Regions from separate parts of the Mus musculus genome. Here region 2 is linked to region 1. A link is a contact called in public promoter capture Hi-C data. All regions are on one chromosome and are shown on one strand. The core of a region is the stretch at or near the end of the contact, and the rest is flanking DNA. Distances in the headings are between cores, read along the strand shown.

What was found. Capture Hi-C pulls out chosen DNA fragments and counts their contacts.
Region 2: a promoter capture Hi-C map of adipose tissue shows a contact between it and region 1. The contact joins two enhancer-like sites. A contact is called at or near these places in 17 of 484 Hi-C or Micro-C datasets (B cells, CD8 T cells, bone marrow-derived macrophages and 11 more), 4 of 115 datasets of contacts at active chromatin or transcription factors (the HPC-7 cell line, bone marrow-derived macrophages, double positive thymocytes and 1 more) and 3 of 9 other capture datasets (adipose tissue, liver and pancreatic islet).

The regions. Positions count from the first base shown.
Region 1 is chr16:94,498,707-94,504,624 of GRCm38.p6, reverse strand. It overlaps Vps26c (VPS26 endosomal protein sorting factor C), which reads left to right. Exons shown (of 8, transcript NM_007834.3): 5 at 249-323; 6 at 2,393-2,543; 7 at 2,938-3,090; 8 at 5,543-5,918. The coding sequence ends at 5,625. All of the region lies in intron 3 of Gm31323 (a long non-coding RNA gene), which reads right to left. Among named protein-coding and RNA genes, the nearest start is that of Gm31323, 25 kb to the right of the region's middle. Within about 2 kb of position 2,379, at least 23 of the 459 cell types and tissues checked have an H3K27ac peak or open chromatin away from gene starts, as enhancers often do. A contact at or near this core is called in adipose tissue and bone marrow-derived macrophages, where this site is marked.
Region 2 is chr16:94,628,672-94,634,589 of GRCm38.p6, reverse strand. All of the region lies in intron 2 of Dyrk1a (dual-specificity tyrosine-(Y)-phosphorylation regulated kinase 1a), which reads right to left. Among named protein-coding and RNA genes, the nearest start is that of Dyrk1a, 61 kb to the right of the region's middle. Within about 2 kb of position 2,444, at least 152 of the 459 cell types and tissues checked have an H3K27ac peak or open chromatin away from gene starts, as enhancers often do. A contact at or near this core is called in adipose tissue and bone marrow-derived macrophages, where this site is marked.

The DNA of each region.
Region 1 (5,918 bases), core at 1,130-3,629:
CCATAACCTCTCAGGGATCTCCGAGGAGCAGGGCAGGGGTAGAGTACCCGTGTCAGCTCATGAGCAGTTCTGACCAGCTACTCAGTATGTTGTCACCATCAGTGCTGGGCAGAGGCTACCAGACCCCAGCACTGCACTCAGCACCAAGTCCTTCCAGCTGCTGTTCATTTCAGTTGGGAGGGAAAAGCCGTTCCACCCATGGTCCTACCTCCATTGATAGGCTCACTGTGGTTTTACCTCCATTTCAGCCTCAGAAGGGGAAGTTGACCCCAAGTCCTGTTGACTTCACGATCACTCCGGAAACCTTGCAGAACGTCAAAGAGGTATTTGTCTCTCAATCACACTTGTGTGTTGCAGCTTTCCTGATGACTTGACCCAGTGACCAACTATTGTCCAGTTGTTCTTCAGTTGAGAATTGTCAGGGATAGAGGTTTCTGATGGTGTTTGTATCCAAGGGCTATTTGCAAATTGATTTCATGATGAGCTCATTAATTACTTAGAAAACAAAAGATAGTGAGTACTTTTTTCAAAAGTCCCTCGTACGCTTATGATCTGTTTGCATGCACTGATGATGTCTTGCCATATTGCTCAGCCATCAACTCCGACTGCAGTTCTGCACCTCTGTACCTGGCTAATGTGCTCAACTGCATGTGTGCCCTGAGCTTTACTACCGCTGACCCAGTGCCTGCCCCTTCACTTCCCTTAGTGTCATGGTTGGCACAGGGCCTGGCCTCTCACTCTTTACTTAGTTTGCAGCCTCTCCCTGGCCTCTCATTCAGACGCAGAACAACAGTGGACATGGTGGTGGACAGAACCATGGCAGTGGACAGTAAGGGTATAAGTGTCGCGAAGCACCAGCAGATTCCTCTGCATAAGAACCAAGGATGCTTGGCTCTTACTGGCTCCCATGGGCCTCTGTATCAGGCAGTTTGTTATTTTGGCCTAGCCCACCACTGTAGCCAGCCTTCACTCTGCTCCACTACCAGACACCTTCTCCAGTTTTGGGGTTTTTTTGTAATTGATTTTGTGTCAGAGCAAGTAGTGTTGTTTGTCTACAGCTCTTTTCTGGATAAAACCTGGATTCTGTATTCAATTCTGCATTTTGTTCATGCTCATAATTGGGTTGAAAGCAAGTCTGGAAGATTTGGGGCACTGCAGACATAGCTGATGTCATTCATTATCATAAGGAGCCTTTTCAGAAGGTTCTGGAAAGAAGTAGCCATCATGTCCTAGGGCCGGGCAGATTCCCCTGTAAAGTGCTTTCTCCAGACCTGTGTCCCTCCAGGTCCTCTTTTGCTGCAGACACAGGTCCCTTACTCATGCCTCACATGTCCCTCCTTATATGGATGTGGCCCATGTGTGGTACAGAGTTCTCTTTCCCTTGCTTCTGTCTTCTTCAAATATTGGTTCTTGGTGTATATTTGAGGATCTTTGGTGTAGATTTATTAATAAAACTATCCTCCACCAGCCTTTGAGACGGTCTCATGTATTCCAGATGGGCCTTCAGGTATTTAGTTGAAGGTGACTTTGAACTTCTGATCTTCCTGCCTCCACTTCTTGAGTGGTAAGATGGTATTGTGTGCTACCATGCCTGATTGATCACGCTAGAAATCAAAGCCAGAGAGAGCTCCTCTCTGTGCCAGGCAGGCACTCTTCTCCCTGTTATTCTTGCTTGATAACGTCTTAGATATACTGTAGACAGGTTTTAATGTGGTTACCAGAAATTTTTAAATTATACTCATAGGCAATTACAAATTCTAAATGATTTTAAAATTTGTGGCTTATATTGTTTCTTCTGGATAGTGCAACCTAGTAGAAATGAAGACTCCTGAAGTGACTGTCCAACTATTTTCCTCCAGTGCTAGGGCCAGTTCCCCTGAGCCAACTTCCTGTCTGCAGAGAAATAGTCCCAAAGCTTTTCTTCGGGCGTTGAGAAAACTGCTCTTTCGGTATCCTTGAAATAAAAATAATTGGCATCTCAAACTTGCTTAATTGGGAACACTTTAAAACGGCCTTTTTCTTTTTCTTCTTTTGTGACCTGGGGTTGAGGGGGTGGCTGTCCTTAAGCACCCTTCTAACCCTGAGGCTTTTTACATTTCATGTCTTTCGGCCTGAGAGAGCTTTGTCAGCCAGTGTAGGTTGGGAGCTGATTCGGAGTGAGCTGTGATGTCCGTTTGTCCCTAATATGTGTACAGGGTGGTTGATGAGTCAGTCTGGTGGCCACTGAAAGATGAAATGGCTATTATTCCTTCTTGTTTTAGAAAGAAGTTTCCATGGTTTATAGAACAATTACTCAACTTGGTTTTCAGTTCTTATTTGTACCAGTGCAACTGGAATAAGTGACAGCCCCCTTTCCTTCTGTTTCTGATGTCTTTGTCTCTGTTCTCCATAGAGAGCTTCACTTCCCAAATTCTTCATTAGAGGACATCTGAACTCCACTAACTGCGCTATCACGCAGCCCCTGACAGGAGAGCTGGTGGTGGAACACTCGGATGCTGCTATCCGGAGCATAGAGCTTCAGTTGGTCCGGGTGGAGACCTGTGGTAAGACTTCTAGAGTATCTAGGTATCTACACTTGTACTGTCAGCCGCTAAAACACCCCTTCCTGTACTCTTAACATGGCAGGGCACATCACATCATAACAGAGCTATTCTGATGGCCCCTGTGGCCTACTCACCCCAAAATTCCCACTTGCAGATAATCACTGAAATACTAATTAGGTCCCCAGCACCTTAAATCTTGGAAGCATGGTAAAACCAGTGTGGTGATGTTTGAGAACATGCAAAGTAGAAGAGAAGGTAACTCCCAGTCCTGAAGAAGAAATTGGAGAAGTGGGTGAATGTGTTGATCCTGGTTGGCACAGTATTGGGCAGTTTGGTGACCAGTTTGCTTTGGTGTCATGGTGTCCTGACCCCATGATGTTTCCTCTTTCTCCAGGGTGTGCAGAAGGCTATGCACGAGATGCCACAGAGATTCAGAATATTCAAATCGCTGATGGGGACATTTGTAGAAACCTTTCTGTTCCCCTGTACATGGTCTTCCCCAGACTGTTCACCTGTCCAACACTGGAGACCACCAACTTCAAAGTGGGTAAGCAGTCCAGGCCTGGCCTGTGGAGTCTAGGAAGGGTCTGGGCCACAGGGAAGAAGCGCCTTGCACGCAGGCTGCAGCTTTTTTTTTTTTTTTTTGGTTTTTCGAGACAGGGTTTCTCTGTGTAGCCCTGGCTGTTCTGGAATTCACTTTGTAGTCCAGGCTGGCCTCGAACTCAGAAATCCGCCTGCCTCTGCCTCCTGAGTGCTGGGATTAAAGGCGTGCGCCACCACGCCTGGCTTAGCATTCAGCTTCTTGATGACTCAAAAAAGGGTAAGAAGCTGCGTAAGTAGGTGTGTGTAGGCAGTAGAGCCTGCTGCAAGGCCCCATCCAGAGTCAACTGTGAGCCAAGCAGAAATACCGTGAGTCTATAGGAAAAGCCTTGACAGTTGTCAGGTAAGTAGTATGTGAGTAAATATCCAACAGGAAACAACTTAAAGGAAGGCAGGCTTATTGTGGGTCACACTTCAGGACCTATGTCCATTGTGGTGGAAAAGCCATAACTGTAGGAGGCTGCTCGCTCACATCTGGGTAGACCAGGTTTCAGAGAAATGCTGTTATCAGGTTTGCTGTCTTGATTTTTCTTTTTATTCCCCATGGATGGTGCCACCCACATTCTAGGCAGGCCTTCTCTCCTCTGTTAAACATCTCTAGAAATTCATTCCCCTGAAGATATACCTACAGGTATGTCTCTTACAAGATTCCAAATTTAGTTAAGGTGAGAATAAGGTTAACCACAAGTCCACTCTGACAGTTTGACACCAAAACACATCATGGTTTTACAACAATAGCATCCATTTCAACTTAAAAAGTCCCATGATCTTAACAAGTTTAACACTGGTGTAAAGACTAGAGTTTCTCAGAGACCCAACTGTGAGCCTTTATAAAGACATATAGCATACTTTCAGCATAGGCATAGAGTAAACATTCCCATTCAGAAAGGGAGAAACAACAGGGCCAAAGCCTGAAAAACCGAACCAACACAATACTAAACCTAGCAGGTCAGAGCCCTCATTTTTTCGTCACCATGTCCAGCATCTGGGCTCCAGTAGCTTTGGGAAGTCCCAGCCATCCAGTTCTAGTGCATGCAGTAAACATAATCACTGTCTTTGATCAGCTTTCTTGCCTGCTGCTTTTCTTGGCAGAAGTTTCGCTCCTTGCATCGCCAGCATTCTGGAGCTTTCCCATTCCAACTCCAGGTATAACTGCAGCTTCACACAGTACCTGCCTCTCTGCAGGGAACCTGACCCTGCCATGCACTGCCTGGCCTCAGAGGCTTTCTGAAACACTTGTACAAATTTCAGAGTCACTATAACCCTAGCTGCAACTACTATATGTACATAACACTATAACTCTAGCTCTGCTACACACTGGTAGCCTCTATGTGCCATGGTGACCGAACCTGGAGAAATACTTCTCTATCTGTATGGGTCTGTGTGTACCCTAAACTCAGAGCTGAGTTTCTGTAGTGTGGTGACAGGCACCTCTTTGCCCATACTGGCAAAAATAAGGACAGTGCTCATTTTTCTTTGGGGTGTTTTCCTCTTCACCTATATCCCCTGTGTTTTGATCTTTACCCATAGAATCTAAAAGAAGAAGAAGAAAAAAAAACAAAATAAAGAAAGAAAAAAAAAAGGAAATTCTGTCTACAGGAATGTAAAAACCAAGTGTTTCAATAAATGTCTCCTTAGCTAATTTCCATGAACTAACTGTTTACTGTTTTCCCTTGTTAAATAACAAACCCACCAAGGTCTTGTTTTATAGCCTAGACCAGATTGGAACTGACCATTGTAGTTCAGGCTGGCTGTAGGCTCAATACCTTCCTCCTGCCTCAGCTTCTCAGGTGCTGGAATTATAGGTGTGGGCTACTCAGCCTGGCTTAAACTATATGCTATGGCTAAAGAATGTGTCTCACTTGGAATTGCCGGCTGTAGCACAGTTCAGAGCCTGGTACTCTATAAAGAATTTTAGGAAAGGCAAAAATACAGTAAAGGCTATAACTATTTGAAAATTCATTAGAATTCTCTGTCTGTCTATCTGTCTGTCTGTCTCACTTTATGAGACAGGGTTTCTTTGTGTAGCCCTGGCTGTCCTGGAAGTCTCTATAGAGCAGGCTAGCCTTTGACTCAGAGATCCGCCTGTTTCTGCCTCCCGAGAGCTGGGATTAAATGTGTGTGCCACCATCACCTGGTTCTAGGATTCTCATTAGAAAGTGGAAAGTACTGTTGAGTAGTCCCGGGGTGCTCCTTTTGACTTAGTGCTCTAGTGATAAGACAGAGAAGTTAGTAGTGCAGTCACTGGTATGGAGACCTCACTGGCTCTACAGAGAGTGCAGGGCGACACTGCCTGGGTCAGAAGCACAGAATCCCAAGCAGCACCTGGACACTGGCTTACTGTTAGGACTCTGGTTTCCAGTGCTCGGTGTGAGTGAGCATCTCTCTCTTCCCTACAGAGTTTGAGGTCAATGTGGTGGTCCTCCTTCATGCTGACCACCTCATCACTGAGAACTTTCCGCTGAAGCTCTGTCGGACATAGTCCAGCTGCAGGAAGGGGAGAGCCAGAATGGCCATGTGGACATTGACCCAGTCATCTGCTCACATGGGGACGTCACACAGACCACCTGCTCACAGGCATCACATCAGCAGCATACATCTTCATGTCTTCTCATGGCCTCAAAGCTTGTTCCCTGCAGGTGCCTTACCTCAGCCCTCACGTCTGGAATGCAACAGGATTTCTCCTGTGTGTTGCAAGATCACAGAAAGCGTTCCCAATGGCTCCAGATGTGCCTGTTTCTTCTTAGGTTCATTAAGCAGTGTGTCTGCACATTA
Region 2 (5,918 bases), core at 1,195-3,694, 130 kb before region 1:
CACTACCTCCAGACCACACAGATGCTACTTCCACTCACAATGCTTGTCTAAGCCAGACAGAGGCAAATAGATGAATCTGAGTTCAAGGCTAGCCTGGTCTACAAAGCAAGTTCCAGTACAACCAGGACACAGAGAAACTCTTGTCTCAAAAACCAATCGCCACTGCAAGAAAAGGCAGTGATTGTCCAGTCCCAGTCCAGAGCTCTCCCTGCCCTGCCCTGCCCTGCCCTGCCCTGCCCTGCCCTGCCCTGTAAGTCAAATCACATCCTTTCCATTAAACTCTAACTTAAGTTCAAGCCGCTTTGACACTGAGAATAAATAAAACAGGTTATAATAAATAATAAGATTATTTTCTAAAATATCTTCATAATACATGGCTAAAGAAAAATATAACTAATAATCAAGTTAGTTTGGTTTTATTTTCACTCTTCACAAGTCTGCAGAACTATCCAATTATCCTGTCCCCCTGACCTAACTAGTTCTTTAATAAATGGACAGAACAGTTAAATGGGTAAGTATTTTAGAAAACTGAAGACAAACAAGTTCAGACCATTTTGGGTGTTTCAAGGGCTTAGGGCCAAACAAGAAAATAAAAAAAGTTTAAAAGTGCCCTATGTTAATAGACTCAGAAAATGCAAAGCACTGCTAACCACAAACAAACAAACAAACAAACAAGGAAGAAAAACGCCAGGAACACTAGCTGAACAGTAAGATGATAGCTCTGATTCTGAGACACTGGATGACACCAGCCAGTTTGGAATCTCAGACGATAAAATGATTAAACACTAGAAACCTTGATCAGGATAAGCACCTGTACTTACTCACCAAAATGCTGTTTTATTCATTAGATCCACATCCTAAGTAAAATTCTTCATTCCTATAACTCGCCCAGCTATTTCATCTGTACGCCATACTTTACCAAACCACAGTATTAAGGGCTGTGTTGTTAACATTTGCTCAGACTAGACATTCTTTCATCCCTTGGTCAAAAGTCCTAGGGCTGAGGGATGGTGGCTTGTCTCTTCTCTGTGTCTGTTCTGTTTACAGTGCAGCCAATCAGAGGAGTGTGATCTGCAGGATGACTGGGGGGGGGGGGGGGGGGGGCAGTGCTGGTCTGCTGTTCTTGGTGTAAGGAACACAGGAGAGGTGTGGAGCAAGCAGATCCTCTGATGGAGCTCTGGAGAGCCCTGAGTCCTTCCAGAGCTTCTGAAGCAACACTGAGAATGGTCCAGGGATTGACACACCATTTGATATAGGTTCCCCAACAACATAGCCTCCAACAAAATTCAGCCGTCTTAAATCTGTCAATAGGACTGTGTACCTTCATGGGAAATCACCAGAATCCACCTATGGTGTGGGTGTGTCCAGGCACACTGAGGGTAAAGTCCTTCCAAGAGCAGGTCAGGCGGCAGGGCCCAGGGGGCTCTGTGTGGTATGCGCTATGTGTGTGTGTGTGTGGGGGGGGGGGGGGGGGGGCAGGTCAGGCTTCCTCGATGCCTTACTAAGGCCCAGAAACTGACGAAAACACAAGCACAGTCAGGAAGCAAAATAAATATGAACGTTGGGTTCAAGTTCAGTTTTAAAAATAATGCTAGAGACCACCCCATCAAATCATTCAAATTAACCCAGTGGCACTCTGCCGTGGTGGTGGTACTCTGCCATGGTGGTGGCACTCTGCTGTGGTCACTTTGCATTCTCGTCTAACAAGGTGTATGTTTCTGTCTCAGCTCTTATATCTCATCAACAAGGCTTTGACCTTTCTGATTTCCACAGAACTATCCACCTAGCCATACCCTTGTAGATTTGTTGTCAACCAAAGATAAGGAGCAGTAAAGCAGTGTCTTAAACAGTCAATGGTTTCAATTAGGAAAATGACAGCAGTAAATGAATACAACGTGATTTTCAAACTGAAGAGAAGAACATGGACAGGGAACCAAAGTTCATCATTCTCTTATCTGCTAGATGACATGGAATACAAGATAAATTCTATCCGAGAGTTTACAGTAATATACTACACACAGGTATTACTGCAGGAAATCACGATTGTGAAAAGAGCCATATATGCCACTGACTGCAAACTGGTACTATTTCTAGTCTCAAAAGGATCGATTTACTAAACAGTTTTAGAAAAATCTTTACATAGTGCTGGTACCTCAGAGTGATATCAAAAGACAAAGCAAAAGTGCCTTTTATGTTATATTTAATTAATCAAGATTTACAACTTCACTTCTATAATTTAATACACTTATTTGGTACAAACATTAAACAGAGCAATTAAATCCTTATTTCCACTTGTCTTCTAAAGTCCGCCTGCCCGCAGTGAGTGGGAACTGCTGCAGATCATTAATCTCGCGTTTATCAATGTCTCTCTGCAGGCAACACAATGCAGAAAAGCACACAGAAAGCATCCTGAACCCCAGCAACAGCAGCTAATTAGCATAGCCTACCACTAAACCGGGACCATATGATTGGAGCTGTTAGTCAGAATGCTAGCCAATCAAACTAGGTTATGCAAATAGACTATTTTAGTTGCCAGGGTAGAGCTACTTCCAATTGTCCAATAGGAAAACATGCAATAAACAAGAAATGAAATTGAGCTTTGTCACATTTTCAAGTTGCTGTTAACACTTTCAGGTTTAGAACAAAATTAACAGCAACTATAAAGGATTAGATCTTAATCTACTTTGTACTACAAAAACAAACAGATGCTAACACATGGGGAATATTGTTAAAAGCAGTTATCTGTTAAATTTTTAACTTTTTACTTCATAGACATTTGTTTTTCTAACACCTGCAGCCTTCAATATTTAGGTATTGTTTAAATGACTTTCTATACATTTACAGAGATTCTGAAACGTTACACTTTAGGAAAACCCTACATACCATTTTAATCTTCATAAAACTATAGTTGAGGTGAATATTAACAAAGCTCAAGGAAGTATTTTGGGGTTAGGAAAAAGTAGTATTTTATCTTTTATTATGGTAACTTTTAATATGTAATCCTGTTAACCGTTTATTATGTACATAACTTCACAAAGAATAAAATGTAAGAAGTGTTAATCACATAAGGTTTAGTACATGCAGGCTGGAACCATGCAAGTCATTCTCCTAGCTGAGAATGGCATTCAACTACAATTGTAGCCACAATTTAGATACTATATGTACACCGTCGAACTCTGTTAATACATTTTAATAGCTACGACGACAGTTGTTTTTGGGTTTTGTTTATTTTTTTAAATCAGTGTTCTGACAATCTTGTGGTTGAGGGAATTTCTTTAATATCACATACTTTAAAATATGTCAAAGAGACAGTTATCACTTGTACCTCACAAAGACACATTTTAAAATACATGAACTTATGTCACCATTCCTAGCAATTATCCTCACCTAAATGGAATGTAGATTTGTCCCACAACGTTGAGAAGTTATTACTTTTAAATAATTTTCTACAGAGCCAGTATATGTCTCCAGAAAGACTCGCATCATTTGTAAAAATATTTCCTAGGAAGACACAGAACACTTTAAGCTTAGGGAAAGTGAGTGGATTCGATGCCTAAGGCTGCCGCTGTGTAGAGGAGGAAGGGAAGGGCCTGGAGGAGCTAAGCACAGGGCAGCAGCCAGCGAGTAGAGACTGCCACACTCAAACAGTGGTTCTGGAAAACTACAAAAAAAATCAAAAGCAACTATAAACAAACACTGAAAATTAAAGTCACTCTTCACCATCTCCAGCCTAGCCCCAACACCCACTACTCACTCCTGTCCCCTAATTTCTTCCCATGTTCTCTCTCTACTCAAGGATTTTTGACTTGAAAAATAAAAAAATAAAAATAAAAATAAAATAAAGCATTCAAAGTCCACAGGTACCAAGATAGAAACAGCAGGTTTCTTGCAAGGTGCAGAGGTTTCAATAACAGAACTTTCAAGCTGGAAGAAAACCTAAAGGCTACTGAGTACTAACTTTTCATCCTACCAACTGCATTTTTTGAATGTTAGTCCATAACAAAAATCCTACAGATAAAAAAAAAATCTAAGCCTTCCCAAACCATCTTCTAAATAGTATTGGTGAATCAACAATAATTTCTCCTGTCTATAGGAAAAACAAAAATACCTTTTATATTAAAGTAATTTTGTATCTCAGTAGTTGATACAAATAAGGTGTGAGCCCAGAATCATCCCCACACTAACATCAACACACACTACACCACACTAACATCTACACACACTACACCTCACTAACATCTACATACACTACACCTCACTAACATCAACACTCACTACACCTCACTAACATCCACACACACTACACCTCACTAACATCTACACACACTACACCTCACTAACATACACACACACTACACCTCACTAACATCTACACACACTACACCTCACTAACATCTACACACACACTACACCTCACTAACATCTACACACACTACACCTCACTAACATCTACACACACTACACCTCACTAACATCTACACACACTACACCTCACTAACATCTACACACACTACACCTCACTAACATCTACACACACTACACCTCACTAACATCTACACACACTACACCTCACTAACATCCACACACACTACACCTCACTAACATCTACACACACTACACCTCACTAACATCTACACACACTACACCTCACTAACATCTACACACACTACACCTCACTAACATCTACACACACTACACCACACTAACACCTACACACACTACACCATACTAACAACATCTACTGAGAGCTAAAACTCACTCATTAACCCTTAGATAGCTCACACTCATACATCCAACTTCAGTATCATTTGGCCTGTTTTTAAAATACTTGCAAGTTTATTGAGCCCCCTTTAATTCTCAATTATAAAGGCACGAAGCAAAAAAAAAAAAAAAATCTAATCACATTCATACTTTCATACTTCAGCCAAAGCTCTAAAGTCTCCTTCACTCAGATCCCTAACTCAGCCTAGTTTCCAATCTGCAGCAACAAGAGCACTTTGCACGTACACAAGGCGGTCTCCAGCATACCTTACAAGCACTGTACATACCACAGAACTTCCCTTATCACTGAAAGGGGTGACCAATAAAGCCTCGGTACTACGGCAGTCTCTTCAAGGTCTGAGACATAAGGAAACATCCTCTGCCTGGTGGCAGATGCTCTGGGGTAAAGCAGCCTACATTTAAATGTCTGTAGCGTAACATCATTTCTTTTCAAAGCAATTAAAAAGTAGAATTTAGGAAAATGTAAGTACTAGTTTTAGAAACAAATTAAAGACTTAAAATGCTCAAAAGCGGTTCACTCACTAAATTAGACTCCTTACCACATGAGCAGCACTAGGATTTCTAGGAAAGGAAATACTAAGGTTTGCTAAGTAGACAATTAATCATTAACTTTTAAAAAGCCAGCACTTTCAGTCAGGTTCCTCCACTGTAGGAAGAACTAGATTAGAACAACCAGGCGGTAATTTCTCAACTACTGCAAACATGTTCAACAAGCAGAAGCAACAGCTCTCCTTTCACACACAAGACACTTGACTTGGAAGCATGGCATTGCTGTCCACTCTCCTACGAGCTCCAGAGATATGTCATGCTCCACTCCAATAAACAGTCAACTTTACAGTTTTGAAAATATCTACTTAGAAAAAAATAGTCAAAAACTGTAAGTGACTATGTTGACCGGTTTTAATACCTCCCTCTTTATAGTAGCTGCTAGCTGCAGCAGTGCATGCTGGTCATCTTTATAGTAGCTGCTAGCTGCAGCAGTGCATGCTGGGAATCTTTATAGTAGCTGCTAGCTACAGCAGTGCATGCTGGGCATCTTTTACAAAAGGCTTGTGTTCTCCAGCCTTAGAGCTGCCCTGACCCTACTCCTACTTCTTAAAAGGCTAACAGATCCACTTGTTAACTGCATCCATCCA